Regions from separate parts of the Xenopus laevis genome. Here region 1 is linked to region 2. A link is a contact called in public Hi-C data. All regions are on one chromosome and are shown on one strand. Each heading gives the region's core, a stretch centred on a gene start, on an enhancer-like site or on the middle of the called end of the contact. The rest is flanking DNA. Distances are from core to core; before and after follow the strand shown.

Region 1 (4,285 bases), core at 994-3,493, 510 kb before region 2:
GCTGACATCGCTAACAATTCTTGCTTTTGTATAGGCGAACATTAGACTACAGCGAAGCCGTATTTTCGCTAGGTGGCGCTCTCGCTACAGATATGGTGCGTAAATGCAGGAGAATATCGCCCAGTTACTCGCACAGTTTCATACGTGTCAGTGCTCGAAGACCAGTCCATTCTGCATCCCGGATTTGGGGGGAATGAGCACACCGCTTTCTGCCTCTTTTTATCTCCCTTTCTTCTCCTGGCTCTTCTGCTCCCTTCCCAAAAATAAGCACCCAAGCAGTCTATACTCATCGGCTCCAGCGTATGCGCAACAATGTGCGCATTTTCCAATTTGGGAGATATATTTTTTTTCTGATTAAGTAATAATGTTAAATAAACGGAAGACATTGCTCATCTGGACAGTGTGTGTCCCATTAGCCAAATCAACCATTACCAATGGCTCTAGAGCTTTATACTCACATCATATTTTATTGGAAATGACAAAAATAGTTGATTGTTACTTTTTGGTTTTTCTTTTTAATTAATCACAACAAATCTAGAAATATATTAGTATTGTACTGCAGTTGCTGTTTATTCTCTCTCTCTTTGTGTGTGTGTGTGTCATGGAATTTGGGGATATATAAATAATAATAAAATATATATTATTATTAAATGGTTTTGTGTGTATATATATATATATATATATATTTTCCAGGTTTTCTTTCTTCAGTCTCCCATCACCCAGCATGTCCAGTACTACTTAGCCAAAGGAATGTGATAATATATCCTATAAATTGATGAGCAATAACTAGTAATATCCATGCACCCTACTTCAACACCAAAATACCTACAATCTTTGTTGTTTCCTATATAAAGAAATGCAGGAATGTCAGTGTCTCTACAGAGCAGTGAGCGTTAATAAGGGATTTTGTTTAATGTTTTGGGCTTCCTCGTCCATGATATCTCTATATATCACTATATAACACTAGTGACAAGGATATGGTGATGTTAAAATACAGGCAAATGCTTAGACTCAATAGGGTGCATTACTTGAAAACTGAATTGCTATAAAAAAATATAATAAATGGATTATGAATCTGTTTAATTCTAATCATTGCAGAGTGTATGTCTAATTATGTATATATATATATATATATATATATAGTATGTTACATTTCTAAATTTCAGTGCAGACTTTTCCTTCTGTGGCTGTTCTGCTCGTCTCCGCTCTCCCCCTTGCCTGCAGGCAGCAGACTGAATGGATAAAAGATAAGAAGATGTTGCATGCGATTATCTTATGTAAATGTGTCTGTGCATTCACATAACAGGTATCTGGGGATGGTAATGAATTCTCATATAGATCTATACAGATGAGAATTATTCTGCCTTTTTTTCCAGGGAGAGAGGCAAGTGCCTTCTCCATTACCCCATTAACTAATTTGTAGATTTGTTTGTGTAGGGGTCGCCTGATTTGTCGATATAATCACATTACACTGATATATATGTGTATCCACTAAATAAAGGCCAATTGGGGAGTAATTTGATTTAATTGAGTCGGCCAATGTAGCTCCAGATCTCATGCGATGCACCAGCTGCCTCCTGTATTCTGTCTCTGATATGACAAGGGAGGCAGGGATGTTGTTGGATACAAAATCAGGCGGTGGGGACATTATGTACAAAAGCATATAAGGATATCTGGAGCAAAGCCATTTAATAACTGAAAGAAAATATCTCCATTCATTTCTATCATTTGAAGAAATTGAGTCCAGTAATGGGGAACACAGTCTGGGGGGAAATGATCCTATTTGTGAGCAAATGGCTTAATAAGAATGAATACTTGTTGATAAATACTGATAAATAAGGCCCAAGCCTTTGGTGCCTATAAATCGCAAAGTGTCGCCAGTGTGGCAGCCGGTTGACAGACACAGGGATGGTGGGACCGGTGCTCCAGACCTAGAGGAACTGATCGCTCATTTCTGGGGGGGGGTAGGCTGTTGTTGTTGTAGTGCAGCTTTTGTTTTTTCTGAACTAGTTGAACGGGTTGGGGTGTTGCTGTCGCTTGCGACGCTCCTGGCCAATGGCACCAGCAGCCTACTGTGAATGGATCCACCCTACTGTGAGTAATAGCGCAATTGTGCATTTAACCAAGCCTCCAGTCAGCTCCATCCAGCAGAGTGCGCCCAGCCCTCCTCTCTCTCTCCTCCTCCTCCTCACTGATCACTAAGGATCCTTCCCAAGAGCTCACTATTTCAGTGGCAGACCCAGCAGCAGCAGCAGCAGCATGGCCGCCTGATCAGCTTCCCAGAGCCCCCAATGCAGCCAGAGCGCAGCCCCCAGAGCATGACAGGAGTCTATGAGCGGAGAGTCGCCTCCATCCGAGCCAGTGAGTTCCAGAGCATGATGCACCACCCTTCCCAGGATTCCCCGACTCTGCCCGAATCCACGGCCACTGACTCTGGCTACTACAGCCCGGGAGCAGCCGCTGGCCACCCTCACCATGGCTACTGTTCGCCCACTTCGGCCACTTATGGAAAGGCGCTGAATGCGTATCAGTACCAGTACCATGGCATGAATGGAGCAGCTGCAAACTACTCTGGCAAAGCCTACAGCGACTATGGCTATGGGAGCCCTTACCACCCTCACCACCAGTACAGCGGAGCGTATAACAGGGTGCAGCCCCCCAGCACTCAGCCAGGTAAATGGGACCCACTGATGGGAGAGATGATTTAGAGGGATTGGAGAACTGATGCAGTTGGGGTTGAATGGGTTAATATTACAGACTTATATGGGGGAGCCTGGGGCAGTAGCTGGCTGCCATGAATCCCCCCTGAGTCTGGCTTGGGAGCTATTTGTAGCTGTGGTCCCCGGCCTAAAACCAATGTCTCTGCCGCTTCCCTTTAGAACTGAGGCGCCACCAGCCCGCACCATAACAAACCGCAGGGAGATTCCAGCTGCGCGCAAAACAAACAAGCCCGAAATACAGCAGCAGCGCTAATAATCCGTCACACACCGAGCTGGGGGTGCCCCGACTCACAGTAGACAGAGGAGCCGTCACGGGTTATAAATAACATTCACACGCTACCGTTTGTTTTTTTATATCCAATTTAGAAAAGATTTAGGCTGCCTGTCCTATTATCTAGTTGGATCCGATTTTTACAAACCAGCTGTGCCTCGAATTATTTAAAATCCAAGCAAGCGCCAGTTGGCGTTATTTCAGATCTGTGGATATCGCTCAGGCGTATTTGCACCGTGCGCATCGCAGGTACGCGTTTCTGTGCGTCTTGTCGCTGTCAGTGCTGGGCCCCAGCGAGAGGGCATCACAACTGGCGATTGCTACGGTAGAAAATAATCCTATGCTGGGGGGGGGGGTAGTTTGTGGCAATGCTGGAATTATGGATCCAGATATCATTCATTTTGGAGGGAGTGAACCCTACTTTGTTCCTATACTCCGATGTGTTTGTATCTCGCCTGTACCAGACATTATTGTTTTTTTACGAAGTCCCCCAACTGCCAGTTTGTACTTGGAGTGTAAATTTGGTATGTGAAATTATTTCTCCTTGATCAGTCTGCGCCTGAACTGCTGCACTTTTAACTGGCTGCCCATTATGTGGGGGGGGGGGTTATCCTATTTTAATTTAATTCGGTGCTGTGCATCTCATACCAGGCCTTGAGAGTCACCCCATCAGGTGTGAGATCTGTTGACTCAAACGGGCCCTCCACCCAATCACTGATTTTTTAATCTATTTTTTTGCACAGCGAAAGTAAATATAATTCCAATTCATTAAAAAAAAGGCCATGGGTTTTAAGGTTATTTGTAAAATGTAATTGCTGCAGAAAACAACATCTGGTTATTTTATGTGGCTGTGACTCTGGCAACAATGTGACAGGTAAAGTTCTTGTTCGGGTGTTAATCACCCGGCAGCAGTGTTTCAGGAGTCAGCCTATCAGCAACCAGACACACAGCGCTATTCATAGAAATGACATTTACAAATCACTTCTAAACTATTCAAAATCGTCATTAATGTATTTATTTGTTTTGAACATTTCTAGAGTTGCACTTACTTGTATTATGCGAAAACCAGTTTTTTTTTTTGGGTAGGGATCAAGTTGAATCCCAGTTTCATCTTTTATTATTATATTGGGGGGTCTGACAGGTTTGTGGGCGCACATGTGGTTGTGTATCCAGCCCTGGGTGCAAGTGTGTGCGTGGGACAGATTGGGTGATGTGGCTGTGATTGTGGGAGGGGGTGTCAGTGCCAGACACAGAGGAACAAACCTTTCCTCCAGTTCTGTGGGGGAACCGCTGT
Region 2 (4,233 bases), core at 1,142-3,641:
GGAGTATTATAGCAGAATAACTGTAGCACAGGCATTTTCAAGCCATTGTTGAAACAGTGCGTGTAAATATGCAATGTGAACTAATGATACCAAAATCGTGCCACTAATTGCACCAACTGGATTGTGGTGAAAAAAACGACTGCGTAAACCAGGCCTTAACCACAGAAATCAAAATGCAGGGAAGTCGGTACTGAGGACAAGCATGTAATCGGATTACTCAGTACATCAATTCCAACATTTCATACTTTACCCTGTATTTGAAAATATCAAGCATTAAAAATTACAATCATTAGGAATGCAAATAAAATCCTGATATTTAGATTTTTCTTCATATATGAAGCAGAACCTAGAGTTGCTGCCTAATGCATGTCTGCCTGGCATTCAATTTACTTAAACTGAGAAAATTGTAATTCACAGTGGCTAAAGAAACCCTCTGGCTGCCATGGGATGCAAAACTTCTATTCAGGCCTCCCTCCAAAGGGTTAAAGTGACTGCTAATAAGTGAAATGAAATGAATCTGGAATAGTTTACTGGCTCTTTCCTTGCCTTTGTGGTTGGTAGCCCAAGTCAGCACTGGCTGCCTGTAATACTGAAAATTAGTAGCTCAGACCAGCAGCCTCTTCCAGACAGGTGGGAATTACTGTATATAGGAAGTGCGGGTAATGCCAGCTTTGGGTGCTCATATATATATATATATATATATATATATATATATATATATATATATATATATCCCCAGTCTATTCTGAAGAAACCATTTTTTACAATTTCATGGAACAATGTTTCCAAGCTGTTTTTCTATACACCCATCTGGCAGTCTAGAGATATAGATATCCAACAGCAGTTTTGGGATTATTAAATGAGGGACCTCGCATCTGACCCGTAAATTATTGGCATTGATGCTTTTATTAGTACCTGAATCAGGCTGGGATATTTTCAGCAATGCTGGTATAAAATCAGCTGTATGGATACACTCCCTACTAAATAAATATATAAAATATATAAATAATAAACGGATGAAGGATCAGCGCACTCTGGAAATAATGAACAAATGCTCTTTTATTATTAATACAGCATCTTATCCAATGTTTTGGTCCCACTTGGTTGTTATATTACAACCATTGGTCACGCACCTCTGGACGTCTGTAGTTTGAGTGCAGGCACTTTCGGGTTATTTATATATATATTATATATCTATATATATAATATTTATATATATACTGGAGTGCGGATTGCGGTTCAGTTTGTTATTTGCAAACCTGTTTATGAGCAGCACCCAGGCATTTTCTTTTGGTTTGGTGATGCACCAGCTCTGGACTTTTAAATATACAAATATATATACTGTATATATATATATATATATATATATATATATATATATTATATATATATATATATATATATATATATATATATATATATATATACATACACATACATAATATATATATATATATATATTGAGTGATATATATATATATATATATATATATATCTTCCCTTTTATATGGTATATATATAAGCTATGTATATAATTCATGTGATTTAGTTGTATAATCACATTTACTTTACAGTGCTACGCAATATGTTGGCGCTATATAAATACATGTTAATAATAATAATGGTATAAGCTGAACAAATCCCCCTGGGGACCCTAATAAAAATGTAACGTGCATGTGTCTATTAGTGTCCCAAACTGGAGGTGATCTGCTTAGTTTAGTCTGCTATTTCTATTTCCTAAAAAAAAAGGCAATATCTGTAAAATAAAGACATTGCCTTTAAACCCTTCACTGCTGTGGGCTTTAGAAACTCCACGCATTATCATTGCTGGCAGAAAAATGCGGGTAGCATTGAGTTTTCCTTTATTCCCTGTAATCCTTTTCTATCTCTGCCCTTAAATGTCTGTTTATATGTGTTCTGGAGGGTAAGAATGATGCAATAAAGTTGGGAAATCAGCCTTGTTCAGTCTGCTGATGTTGTTGTCGCACTGCAACTCTCTGCGTCCCACCAATAGTCACAGGTGTCAGTGTAACAACAGCTGGAGGGCTGCATGATCTCTGATGCATGACAAATATCTAGCAATTATTTTTATGCCTCTCTATGCCATTTCACCCCCTCGCGTGTAGTGGTACATCCCATTCAGCAGTAATGTTTGGGAATGACTTGGTGGGGACACTGGGTCCTATTTAGCAGCATTGACCCGCCTTAACCCCTTAGGAGCTGCAGTGAGATGAACTCCCCTCCCCAAACCCGCCCCGTACCGACAGGGTTAAGTCCCGGCTCACCTCCGTGTCATTATTGAGGTTCCAGAGATCCAAGCGCCCCATCCCATCCACACAGGCGAAGAGCGCGGGATGCACGGGTGACCACGTGACGTCATAGACATAGTCTGCATTGTCTTCAAAGGAGTAGAGCGGCTTGTTGTGCTGGAAGCAGAGAGAGGAGAAGACTGAGTGGCGCTAGTGCTGCCTCGGGCTGTCTGCTGGCGAGCCTCATTAAACACTTTGCACGTTTGTGGGGGGAAAGAAAAAGAAAATGTGTCATAAAAGTGCTGGGAAGGTGCAATGCGCCCAGTCAGAGCCAGTGTCCCGAGATATAGTAACGTTACAGCACAAGGCAATGGCCAGGGAGACTGGGGGCTGACACACAACACATGAGGGAGGGAAGGGGTTGTTTCTCTCTTTAATGCAATAAAACAGTTGTGACAGGAATCTCTGTCTGGCAGGTACTAGTGAGGTGCCCATTACAGGGGATTTGTGCAAAGGCATCACAATGTGACTTCTCTCAGAATGAATCACGTTCAAAAGCTGGTGAAGCAGCGACTGGTTTCCACATGAGGGGCGAAAGCGATCATTTTTATCATGGCCCAATGCCTCCTTCTCGAAGACAGTCAGCGCCATCTAGCGGCCTATGCGCAAACGTTAACTCGAGGGCAAAGAGTATTTTTAGGTCATTTGGTTTAACCAGTAGTGTCAGGATTTGCTAAGCAGCTGCCACTCAGGGCTTGCCTTACTGAGGCAATGTAACGCTGGAACCGGAGGGAAAACATCTACAACAGTAACAGGATTGACCGGCTCACACCAGTGATGGTCACTCTTCTACCTAAACTTGCCTCATGGAAACCCTGCTTCACTCATGAGACTGACGCCTTGTTTATCTGACAGGAGCAACAATAACAGTCTGAGCATTTCAGCCAAAGCAGTTCACTAAATATCAAAATAGGATGAAGCAAAACGTGACACAACATGGCGTCCTACCACTACATAAAGAGGCAATAAATATTCATAGTTACTAATGTCTGGGGACAGACCCTGGTTTTCACAGATACTGACTGGAAATTTCCCTCCATGGAAATGGATTTTTCAACTGAATAGATCTTACAATAGGGGTAGGGTTGCCACCTTTTCTGGAAAAAAATACCAGCCTATATTTATCTTTTTTCCATATTAATAACATTGGGCTCAAGCATAATTTTTATGGACCAGGCCTGTAAAATACCAGCCAGGTGGCAACCCTAAATAGGGGGGAGATTATTCACTATGTCATTTCAGTGGCATAAGATCAAAGTTACTGGGCCCCGCAGCAAATTAAGTTTTCAGTCCCCTCAAAATGTACAGAAGTTGAACTCTTTTAGCAATACAGACCCTGATTTTCACAGATACTGACTGAAAATTTCACTCCACGGAAATGGATTTTCCAACTGAATAGATCTTACAATACGGGGGAGATTATTTACTATGTCATTGCTCAAAGTTACTGGGCCCTGTAGCAAATGAAGTTTTCAGTCCCCTCAAAAAGTACAGAAGTTGAACTCTTTTAGCAATACATATTGAAAATTGCTCATCATTTAAGTATAAGTAAACCTTAAAAATAAGTGAATGTAAAATTGATGAAGGTGCTATTCTAAGCACTTTTGCAATGTACGTTCATTATTTTTTTATTTTTAATTCCGAGATATTAAAGGATACATGTACTGTTCATATGAATGAATTGTGTTACAACAGCGCCACCTGCTTGTAATTTTCCCAACTTTTTGACCACCAAGTAGTCAAGGAAGTTGTAAGGAGAAAGATGCTGCTCTGATGTTCTGCTTAGGAAAAAATTTGAAAACTTTCTCAAATCTTCCCTAAACAGAAGAATGTCAGAGCAGCCTCTTTCTTTCTCCTGACAACTTCCTTGAAAAAGCAGGTGCTAATTTTTGAATGCCAGGCTTGGAAGCAAGTTTTGGTTACA

Evidence for each region. A called contact is a pair of places that touch in the nucleus more often than the background predicts.
Region 1: a Hi-C map of animal cap shows a contact between it and region 2, with 11 times the contacts expected there. The contact joins the promoter of dlx5.L here to the enhancer-like site in region 2. A contact is called at or near these places in 3 of 4 Hi-C or Micro-C datasets (the XL177 cell line, the XTC cell line and animal cap).

What each region holds. Positions count from the first base shown.
Region 1 is chr6L:33,885,790-33,890,074 of Xenopus_laevis_v10.1, reverse strand. It overlaps dlx5.L (distal-less homeobox 5 L homeolog), which reads left to right and starts at 2,243. Exons shown (of 3, transcript NM_001090564.1): 1 at 2,243-2,673. The coding sequence starts at 2,319.
Region 2 is chr6L:33,375,964-33,380,196 of Xenopus_laevis_v10.1, reverse strand. LOC108718845 (cytoplasmic dynein 1 intermediate chain 1) reads right to left here. Exons shown (of 20, transcript XR_005961759.1): 17 at 2,286-2,426. Among protein-coding and RNA genes, the nearest start is that of slc25a13.L, 150 kb to the left of the region's middle. Within about 2 kb of position 2,391, at least 4 of the 7 cell types and tissues checked have an H3K27ac peak or open chromatin away from gene starts, as enhancers often do. A contact at or near this core is called in animal cap, where this site is marked.